Regions from separate parts of the Sus scrofa genome. Here region 1 is linked to region 2. The links are chromatin contacts, called in public Hi-C maps. All regions are on one chromosome and are shown on one strand. The core of a region is the stretch at or near the end of the contact, and the rest is flanking DNA. Distances in the headings are between cores, read along the strand shown. Region 1 overlaps LOC110262140 (a long non-coding RNA gene). Region 2 has its middle 210 kb from the start of GATB.

Evidence for each region. A called contact is a pair of places that touch in the nucleus more often than the background predicts.
Region 1: a Hi-C map of embryonic fibroblasts shows a contact between it and region 2, with 3 times the contacts expected there. The contact joins two enhancer-like sites. A contact is called at or near these places in 2 of 47 Hi-C or Micro-C datasets (both in embryonic fibroblasts).

Annotation. Positions count from the first base shown.
Region 1 is chr8:77,127,630-77,133,515 of Sscrofa11.1, forward strand. LOC110262140 (a long non-coding RNA gene) reads left to right here. Exons shown (of 7, transcript XR_002346735.1): 1 at 1-2,072; 2 at 5,248-5,355. Among named protein-coding and RNA genes, the nearest start is that of GATB, 92 kb to the right of the region's middle. Within about 2 kb of position 2,537, at least 11 of the 83 cell types and tissues checked have an H3K27ac peak or open chromatin away from gene starts, as enhancers often do. A contact at or near this core is called in embryonic fibroblasts, where this site is marked.
Region 2 is chr8:77,008,213-77,013,747 of Sscrofa11.1, forward strand. No RefSeq gene overlaps it. Among named protein-coding and RNA genes, the nearest start is that of GATB, 210 kb to the right of the region's middle. Within about 2 kb of position 1,314, at least 11 of the 83 cell types and tissues checked have an H3K27ac peak or open chromatin away from gene starts, as enhancers often do. A contact at or near this core is called in embryonic fibroblasts, where this site is marked.

The sequences.
Region 1 (5,886 bases), core at 1,287-3,786, 120 kb after region 2:
GCTATGGAGATGTACTTTGTGAATAAATAAAACATCACTAATGGAATGTCCCTAACATTGTTTCTCCAGCTAATGTAACCAGGTGCTGTTCCACCTCATCTGAACAGGCTATTCAAGACTTTGAAAGGTTTTCGATCACTGGTCCTCCACTGGAGTGTTCCCTGGCTCATCCTGCCCCAAGGCCTTGGCAATGCTGTTCCATCTGCCCACAACACTCTTCCCCTCCCTTGTCATATCAATCAGGCCTCTGCTCAAATGTCACCTGCTCAGAGAGACCTACCCCTTTGGGGCCCTATTTAAAATTACTCCCTTTACCCATCAATACTGAAAATGATAACATTTGCATGGGAGAGGGGAGTTGAAGATTTTTTTAAATTTAATTTTATTGGCATATAGTTGATTTATTGCAGTATAGTTACAACATTGTATTATTTTCAGGTGTACAGCAAAGTGAATCAGTCATACATACACAAACATCCACTTTTTTTTTTTCCCATTTAGGCTATTACAAACTATTGGGCAGATTTTCCCGTGCTATACAGTCAGTTCTTGTTAGTCATCTATTTTATACAATCGTGTGTATATGTTATTCCAGCCCTCCCAATTCTTCCCTCCCTGCAACGGAGTGTCACCTATGGTAACCATAAGATTGGTGTTGAAATCTGTGAATTTTTGTATCTGTTGTTTTTTTTTAATAAGTTCTTTTATATCATTATTTATTAGATTCCACAGATTTGCCTTTCTCTGTCTGATTTACTTCACTCAGTAGGAGAATCTCTAGGTCCATCCATGCTGCTGCAAATGCCATTATATAACAATTATTTTTTGCTTACTCATCCTCTGTCTTCCTACTGGAATACAAGGACACTAAGAGAAGTCAAAGACTTCACCACTGTATCCTCATGGCCTAGAATAGTGCCTGGAACATAAAGAGTTGTGGCTAAGACTGCTTGTTTCTCACTTAACAGCCTTGTTCCCCTTCTTCCTTGTTCCCTGTATCATCTGGCCAAGAAGTTGTACCCAACTATAAAACTACATCTGCAGGCTCTCTTGTCAGTGGAAGTGGTCAAATGTGTGTAAGCAGAAGTCATGGGATGGAGCTTCTTGGAAAACACTTTGAAGGAGGCTTACTCTTTAAAGAGTAAGCCCTTGGCCCATCCACCTTCCTACTGCTTGGAATAGGAATGTAATGGCTGGAGCTGCAACAGCCATGCTTGTGTTCATGAGGTAAGCTTACTAGTAGGAACCACTCTAGAAGGGGGCCTGGGTGTTTGATACCAAGACTGCCTTCCTCTGGAGAGAAAAATCTCTACCTTATTTCAGCTGCATGATTAGTGTCATTTTTTAATTGTAGCCAAATCTAATTCTGATATATGGGTGCATAGTAAATATTTGTTGGATAAATATATGTGTGCTTTGCTTTTAAAATTTTAACTTTCGAAAACTTTGTAAAAACATACCTTATGACATTCCCCACCCCAAATCTCTAATTAGGCAGTTCTCAAGTGGGGACAGGTTGATCACATCGATCATACTAGTTTACAACCACTGGGTAGATGACCCTTCTGATAGGGATAGAGTAGGCACAGGTGGTTGTAGAAGTCCCAACAAGGGATCACTGATAAAGAAGGAAACCTGGGGGGTGTTGGGAGACCACTCTAAGTTCAGGAAAGCCAGCAGAACAAGGCAGGCTTGCTTAACTAGTGGAGGTGGGAGAACTGCCTCAGGTCACTGGGTGGGGGATGGGATGGGGCCTGCATTCAGATTCATACCAGGGGGCAAGAATTTGAAGACTGCCCTGCAGCTGATTTGAATACACACCTTATGAGATACTAAGGAGGGGCTGCTACTCCCAGAAAGGAAGAGGCGGGCCTTTCCAACCCCACGCCCCTTGGATGATAAAACTGTGGGCCACCAGATCCTCGGGGAAAAGCTTCCTTTCCTGTCTGTTTGCCTCTCTTACAAGCATCCTGTCCTCATAAATCTGTTTCTTGCCTATCACTTTGTCTCTCGCTGAATTCCTTCTGTTCAAGGGCATAAAGAACCTGAGCCTTGGTGAATCTGGACACAGGGTGAGTGACCTGAATTTGAAACTGGGTTTTCATCCCAATCTGGTTTTAGGTTGGGTTCAAGTTCAACATGTGGGTTCAAGTCTCAGTCTGGGTTTTGGCTGGGTTGCAAGTCCCAGTCTGGGTTTTGGCTAGGTTCAGGCCATTAGTGCTGTCAGTTTCACTTCCCTTAAGCTAAATCCACACAGAACAGAATAAGTCAAAGTTCTGGAATCCTAGCTCAGTCACTTAGCTGCTAGCTCTTCCACTGGCAGCAATTTGCTTAACCTCACGAAGGCTCAGTTTTACCACCAGTAAATCAGCATTGTGAATAGATGCATCATCAATATTCATTGCGGTAGTTATGAGTCCTGAGGCAAACTAAGGTAAGTTAGGAAAATGCCAATGGCTGTCTCTGAGACAAGGCTCGGAAAACCACTCATGACACAGCCAAGGTGTCATGCTGCTGTGCTCTGAGGGAAAGAAGATGAGTCACAGGGAGGGAACGCCTTTGAATCCACGTTAACTGGGACTCAGTGGGTCTGGCTGAGTGGAAGTGAGGAATGTGGCTGGGCCAAGGAATGACGCCATCAGGGACTCAACAACCCAGGCTCTCTCCCCTCTCGGTTTCCTTCTCGTTGTTTCCATCCCCTTCTTTTCTTCCTCTTTGTAATTGGCCTCCTCTGCTTCTCTGGTTCTACAAAGTCGAAAAACATGGCCAGAGAGGACCCTCTAAGTTCACCTGTGATTGATCCCACTATCCAGGGGGAATCACCGTCCTTCAAGTCCAAGTTTCTAGGGAAGAGACTCTGGATCAGTTCAGTGGTATGACCATCATGGCCTCAGGCACATAGAGTAGAGGCAGGGAGGGGTGAATGCATCCTGCTATAGGAATATAGCCCCATCCTAATGTAACAGTGAGAACAGCGACAGGAAGAAGGCCCCACCCTGGAGGGAAAACTGGACCAGAAAACCAAATATTCATTAGGAGAACGGAAGTCAGGTTTTCTCTGGGGGAGCAGAGTTTGAGTCGGAACCAAAGCAGAAACAAGAGTGGTGAGCTCAATTGTGTATGATGCTCACTCTTCAAATAAGCCAGTCCTTTGGAGTTCCCGTCAAGGTTCAGCAGGTTAAGAACCAGACATAGTGTCCTTGAGGAGGCAGGTTCCATCTCTGACCTGGATCAGTGGGTTAAGGATCTGGTTTTGCTGCAAGCTGCAATGTAGGTCAGAGATGCAGCTCAGATCCGGTGTTGCCATGGCTCCAGTGCAAGGCCGGCAGCTGCAGCTCCAGGTCAACCCCTAGCCTGGGAACTTGCTTATGCCCCAGGTGCAGCCATTTAAAAAAAAAGAAAAAAACACCCTCATCACTTGATACACCTGGCAAAATGTGGGGCTGATAACTAGGTGTAATGGAGAGATGGGCCTGAATGAAGCAGCTCAGCCACTGTGCAGACACTTTAGAGAAAAGTGACTTGCAGGAGAGCAGAGAGTTTGAGCGGTCATACGTGGAGTTTGATAAATATTCAGGTATCATTCCCCTCAAAGACGGCCTGAATGTAAGAAGAAAAAAAAAAGAATGTCTCTGATCAGCAGCTTTTAACCCATTTCATCTTTGGAAATAAAAGGGCTATTTATAGATTTCTCTTCTGCAAGGGCTGCTTTGAAGACGATGGTGCAGGCTGTCTCCAGGCCCCCTTTGCGGCAGCTCCCATGGCCCAGCGCCCTCGGGTCAGTGAGCACAAGGCCTGTGACTTGTCCCCAGTGCTTGCTTGGCTTGGCCCCTGACTCTCTCTCTTCCTTTGGGCAAAAAAAAAGACGATGGCCTATCATTCCTAGAATATAAACAGACGGCTTCCTCGCTCATCAACCCACCGATTAGTTTACTGCACATGCTACTGAGGCTCTGCCACCTCTGCCAAGGCTGGAGCACCTTCAGCCCTGAGTGCTCCCAGTCAGAGAGAAGCAGTGATTGCAGAAGCGGCTCTTCCAGTCCCCCCCCCCCTTTTCTTTTTCCCCTAACGCTGATATAAGCTTCTGAGACTAAGCAGCCTAACTGAGGGTCAGGCTCCCTGTGACAGCCACTGCAGGGGAAAATAGAATAAGGAACACCTTTGAAGTAAATGCCATTGACCCTGAGGGATGCTGGGGCACGCTGCATGCAGGTAAAATAGGAAGAGGGCGTCCCACCCAGCGGTGTTTTCACTCAGTGACTATTGACCTTGCAGCAGCTCAGCAGGATGGAGCAGACTTGGGCTTTGAGGTTGTGCCAACCTGTGCTTGCATTCCCGTTCTAACTTGGGATTTGCAGGGCCTGGGGAAATTTTCATGATTTCTCTGGATTTCTGCATCCTCTGCTGCAAAACAGGAGTAATCTGCAGATGACCGTGAGGGTTAGTGGTGCCACATGAAGGCCTGGCACCAAGACCTGCACAGAGTGACATCTCAAACACATGACACCTAGAGTCATGGTGAATGTCCTTGAGATAGCAGCATACACCATCTTCAAAAGATCTTCTGCTTCTCTGTGTTTCATCACGTTTTCTCACGGTGATTGTTAATGCTCCGTCACTGGCTCAAAAGGAACTTGTACAAACATCTACAGCTCAGTTTCCCCAGTTATGCTGCCTACAGTGCTGACATCTGTCAAGCTGGTAAAAATGCAGAGTCCCAGGCCCCACCCCTAGATCTCAGGCAGGTGGGACCCAGGACTTTGCATTTTTTAACAGGCTTTCAAATGAGCCTGATGTGTGAACTTGGGAGGATTTCCGGGAGATATGCAATGAGTTTTTTTTAATTCACTGGTGATTTATTTCAAGGCAGCCAATGAGGGCAGGACAATGCTGCTTTTTGTTGGTGAGGATTGTCTTGTAACAGCTAAAGGAAGTGCCCTTGCTTCCAGCCCCTGGCTGCTGGTAGAGTGGTAACCATCCTCCTTGTCCCAAGAAAAGAGTTTCTCCTGCCAAGGAAGGTGCCCAAATAGCCAGAAGCCTGGCCCAGATCAAGGTTGCTCAAAAGTTGGGAAATTTTCCAAAATCAAAAATACTTTCTCTTTAATATTATGAAGGGAATATATATATATATCTGAGTCACTTTGCTGTACCATAGAAATTGGCACATTGCACATAAACTATACTTTGATAAAATATATATAGATACATAATTTTTTAAAGTACAAAATAATGCTTTCTTTTTCTCAGCAATTTGCGTAGCTTACCTACATCAGCAAATTTTTATCCATAAGAGAAGATCAAGGACTGAATGGAAGGGGGTCTGTCTCTAAACGATGGATCTGGAACTTCTAAGAGGTAGGTTGCAAAGTATACTTGACCACCCCTCACCAAAAGGCAGGATGCCTTAGATCTTGGGACTTAAATTTGGGTGCAAGTCAGGAAACATGATAGTTTTGGTGTTTTGTGGCGTTCCTTTTCTTTCCACCCTTCTTTTCCCCTTTATTTCTATTCATCAAAAGATACCGTCCGCACAATGGTCCAAATATTAGGAAGGAAATGCTGTCTGAAGGCCACTGAGAATCAGTACTCTTGTGAGCACGATCCAATGTCTGTGCATTTCCTTGGCATCAATGCTATAGGCTCCATCTCTGGCTTCGTACTAATATGGAACAAGCATCTTTTGCCTCTAGATTCCTGTTTAACCGCACTTGTCTCATTAATTCAACCACAGGCAACACAAGACAGTCTTTGTGATCTGACCTGGGAATTATGGACCCTATTTTTTTTTTTTAAGGTTGTATATATATTCATATATTCACGTATTTATTTCTTAATTTATTTTTGGCCATGCCTTTGGCATACAGAAGTTCTCAGGCCAAGGATCGA
Region 2 (5,535 bases), core at 64-2,563:
CCTTGGCTGACCATTCTCTCCCCAGACTAATGAGCTGTTTACTTCATTGCTGACGGGCGTCTTGTTAGGGGTTGTTAGTGCAAAACGGTGTTTGTTGAGGCTGGGCGTGTGCTAATCAGTGTTAGAGATGATCTCGGTCTGTAGATCAAGAGGCAGCAGCCACAGACAGAAGATGGCAAGCGCACAACGTCAATTCTTTTCGTTTTGCAGTGGATTGTGATTGCATTCATCAGTTCCTTAAACAAGGAATTTGATGATTGGCACTTCAGTAAGCAGAGGGGGAGAATGGCTCACTTGGGACAAGGCATGGGTTTGAGGGGCAAAGAAAGAGGCACCTGCCGGTTAAGAATTTCAAACCAGACAGTCTGGTCTGTAAGCAGGAGCTGTGAATACTCGTCCTGCATGTAGCTTGTGCAAGATGATCACATTGCCAGTAATAGCAACAGGCATCTGTTGTCTTTGCTTCTGAGGGTCCATTTTCTCCTCCTGCTGATGAAAGTGATGCTAGAGATTGCTTTGGAGGGGGTGGTGGTGTTTCCCTTTCTACCTTGATTTTAGTATCAGGTACTAAAGTGCAAGCTGTAGGAGCCAGAACAGACTCCAAAAGGTCCTGTCTCAACAAGAAGGAAGGTTAGTTCTCTCTCATGTACTAATTCAGGGCCAGTGAACAGGCTCTGCTCCACTGTCATCCAGGGATCTAGATCTGCCATCCTCAGTGCATAGTTTCCAAGGCTGCCCCAATCCACCCAGCAGGAAGGAAAAGGAGCCTGGAGGCGTTGGCCCCGGGAAAGGCTTCATATCACGTGGAGTCATATCCCCTTGGAGCAAACTTGGCTACAGGTGACTGCAAGGGAGGCTGGGGCTTGTAAATTTCTAGCCAGGCCCCATGTGTTCCAGCCATTACTCTCGCCCAAAGGTGAGCACTGCATCCAAGCTAGGTCAAGGACACTCTCCCTCAGGCACTTTCTGTAGCAAGTTTAACCTTGAGCAGAATGCCAAGAAGCATGAAGATGGTTGGAGCCCATTCATCCCAGTGGCTGAGATCATCTGTTGATTTTGTAACCAAGCCGGAGCAGGACGCTCTGGGCCTTTTGGGGACAGAACCCTCATCTATGTCCTCAGCTGTAGCTCCTCCTTGGAGTACCTAGATCACAGAATCTGATGCAGATTCCCTGAGTTGTTTTACAGATGCCAAAAACATCACCAAATGGAAGAAATTAGCCGTGTGATGATTGAGCACACAGACCTACTGGCGCCTAAAACATGATGAGGTTAACTGCCCTCTTACCTCACCATCGACCAATCGGAGAAATGTGAATGAGCTGATCACTCACCCTGCAACCCTCCTCCCCTATCTGTCTTTTAAAAATGATTTGCCGAGAGTTCCCATTGTGACTCAGTGGTAATGAACCTGACTAGTATCCATGAGGTTCCTGGCCCCGCTCAGTGGGTTGAGGATCCCGCGTTGCCCTGAGCTGTGGTGTAGATCACAGACTCAGCTGGGATCGGGCGTTGCTGTGGCTGTGGTGTAGCAGCTGCAGCTCAGACTCAGCCCTTAGCCTGGTGACTTCCATATGCTTCGGGTGTGGCCCTAAAAAGACCAAATAAATAAATAAGTAGAAATACTTTGCTGAAACCCTTCCAGAAGTTTGGGGTTTTAGAGCATGAGTCACCCTGTCTCCTTATGTTGGTGCTTTTACAATAAACACTGCATTGGTTTTTACTGTGCCTGGGCAAGCAGACCCAGCTTGGGTTTTGTAAGAATGTCTGCCCCCTAGATTCCTGGAATTGCCTTACTTCCTGTCTGACTTTTCCCCTTTCTTTATGACGCCGCTTTAAGTACCACTTCTGCTTAAGGTAACCGGAGACGGTGTTCATGATTTGCAAGAAAGATGCAACTGATTACAACTACCTCTTGGAACTGCCTCCTGTTTAACTCAATAACAAAAATTTCTTGCCCATCTACTGTGTGGCAGACAATGTTCTAGGCACTAGGATATATCGATGAGCAAAACAGATCACAACCCCGCCCTCACTGAGCCACCTCTTCTGCAAACAAAGCTCCTGGATTTGGGGGCTCTCTCCTCTCCGTTTCCTGGGTGGGAGCCTGAAACTCCAGGTCCGACTCAGCAAGTTTCCCACAAGGGTGGATGCATAATGAGATGATCAATACCACATCCTCTCTCCTTGGGCGTTCTCGCTTTTATTTTGCCTTGTGTTTAATGTTTGCAATATGTAAATTAATTGCAGCGCATCTCATAAGTGAGTTTTGCCCGGACAACAATTTGATTCTTGCTCAGCAGCCTCAGCATCTCCACTAGCTACTGGCAGAAGGTTGGTGACAAGTTAGAATTTGCTCATGAGCGGGCATCCGTGCGCTGCTTTCCAGTGAACCCAAAAGAGAATTCCACCTCCCCTTGGGCTATTATTACACTCACCCAATACCAAGGAGCACATTCAAAAACAGATGCCTTCATTAGGGAGGCCTCTTTACCTCGTTGTCATGCAAATAGCTCGAATCAAGGAGTCTAAAAAGTGCTGGAGAGGTGAAGGGAGAGCATCTTAAATCAGTAACGAGTCCAAGTTGGGGCATTCCTGTTTAAATGGGAGTTCCAGCAAAATACTACAGGCTTCAGAAAAGAAAATCATAGACTTGGAAAACAGACTTGATGGGAGGGGGAGGGATCGGGAGCTTGGGGTTATCAGACACAATTTAGAATAGATTTACAAGGAGATCCTGCTGAGTAGCATTGAGAACTATGTCTAGATACTCATGTTGCAACAGAACAAAGGGTGGGGGAAAAAAATGTAATTGTAATGTATACATGTAAGGATAACTTGATCCCCTTGCTCTACAGTGGGAAAATAAAATAAAATAAAATAAAAATACTACAGACTTCAGCCAGTGGGAAGGGGCAGACACTAAACTGTCTCTGAATCCCCCTCCCTCCTTCTGTCAAGTTTTTTCCCCCACTTTTCCTTGAGGAGTGGAGGTGGGACAGGAAAGAAGAGGTGGGAGGGTTCTTGGAGGAGCTTCCACTGCAAACATTCCTCCTAATTATCGGGGCGCTGGGGCGCGGCAGGCAAGGAGGATGTCTGGGCGATGTGGGCGTGGGGTGGACTGGTGCGCTTCATAATAGCAGCCTAATAGGTTTCAACCCTCAAGATACACGGTGGCAAGACGGCATGAATAATTCAGTGAGCACGAGGTCCTGAACCCAGGTTTTCCCCCTGTAAAGAGGAAAGCCAGGAGCCTGAGGTCCCAAGTTTGAAGCCTATCAGAGCTCAATCTCTGTCTTTCAGAGCTTGGTTACTAAGTGCTGTGTAGGTGTGAAAAGCCTTATTACCATGTAATTTTGTTGGGAGCAGACTTCCAAGAACCTGCTTTACTTTATATTCACACACACACACAAAAGATCAAAATGCATTTTATTTCCTAACAATAGCCAATTTGGCTATAATTATTGTAAAATACCGAATTTGAAGGCATAGCGCCCAAGTGACACCCTGCATCGCTCCTTTCCATACGTGAATATCTTCTTATTTACTGCCTTCCCCGTAATGAACTTTGAGATAAACAACAGGAAAAGTAATTTGTTTTTTGACAATGCTGAACCTTTGAATAGAGAAAATCACACTGTTGAACACAGAGTGCAGTCCTGTGTGGTAAGTGGTATCCATGGCAACCAATAGATTTTATGCTAAGTCTGGCCTTTAAAAACATTTCACGTTTACCACTGAGAAAAAGATGGCCTTGATTTAAAAATGATACAACAAGTACCTCGAATGGGCATGCTTTCTGCTCTGGGCTGCAAACACAATTAAGAGGCATCTCCTCGGTACCAAATCACCTCAATCGGATCTATGCCATCCTGGAGGAACATCATAGCCCGCTTGAAAAAAAAATAGAAAGAAAGAAAGAGGATGGACATGTGGAAGGCTGCTGCAGGGGTGGAGGTGGTTTAGTTTTCACTTGTCCTCCTTGTATTTAACGCCTGGAGTGAAAAATAGGGAGTAAAAATAGCACGTGCGCCTCTTATCTCAGTCTGTGATCATGGTGACTGTGCAAATATTATGGCCTGCTTATCTTGGGAGCAGCTCCCACCACGCCCGCTTATTATAACTTGAAATAATGGATGGAGAAATACCTACCATAGCGGCCCCAGAGGGAGCACTCTAAATTAGGCCCTGTTCACATTTAGGACTTGGGTACCCAGAAAGGCATGCAGTCATGGCAGAGAGAGGATGTCATCCGAAAGACATACTTGAAGAAAAGCAGAAAGGACAAGTTGCCCTTCTTTAAAACGAGAGATTTGATACATGATGCATCCGAGAAAGGAAATAATGGGGTTTTTTGGTGGAGGAGGGAGGCGTTTGTTTTGCTAAGCTGTTTGTAAGTGCCAGGATAGCTTCCTTAAGAGGGCACTTCTAGGAGTTCCCATGGTGGCTCATCAGGTTAAGAGCCCAGCTAGTCTGTAAAGATGTGGGTTCCATGCCTGGCCTCACTCAATGGGTTAAGGATCCGGCCTTGCCGAGGGAGAGCTACAGCATGGGTCACAGATGCGGCTCAGATCCAGCATTGCCCTGGCTGTGGCGTAGACCCCAGCTGCAGCTCTGATTCAACCTCTTGCCCAGGAACTTCCATGTGCAGGATGGCATGTCTCTGTTCTTTTTCAAGGTGGGGTGCTCGTTATGCCTTAGAAATGGGATTATCTTGTCCATATTGAGTCAGAAAAACCTTCATCTACTCCCTCTGAAGGTATTTATAGCTACAGTGCTTTTGTAATGACTTGTATTAGGGGCTTTGAGCCTGCCCTCACCCCAGCATTGACATAGTGAAGTCCTAACCCCCATACCTCAGAATGTGATTTTCTTTGGAGAAAGGGCACTCAAAGAAGTGAAGTTCAAATGAGGCTGCTAGTCGGGGCCCTAATCTGACCTGATGGACACACGCAGAAAATGACGGAAAACATTTGGACACACACGACACGACACGGGGCGTGCATGAACGGAGGGAACGCAGAGTGAGCACAGAGAGAAGCAGAGGCCTCAGAAGAAACGAAACCTGCTGCACTTGGCTCTCGGAATTCCAGCCTCCAGAACTGCGAGAAAGTTCATTTCTGCTGAGTGAGCCATCACACCTGCGGTATTTTGTGAAGGCAACCCTGGCAAACCAGGGCAACTGGGGTAGGAACAGACGGCGTCTCAGAAGGTGTGATAATCAGCTCACTGGGGAAGGAGGTCAGGGTGCCCCCATGTGTGGGGGTGAGGGAGGGGCATGTCTCCTGCACAAAGACCTTGCCCACCTCTGCTGACTCGGGCCGCCCACATCTGTCATTGCGGCACATTGGAGAGTTCTGCATCGCCTCGCCTTTGGCTTTAATGAACCGAAGATACTTTCTGAGTCATCAGTAGGTTATAGGGACAAAGGCTCATGCCTCTTTCATGCTGCCAAATACCTGAGAAGTGACGCGGACGCAGAGGGTAGTGATGCTGGAAAGGGTGGGGGTGGGGAAGACAGGGCTGCACTTTGCT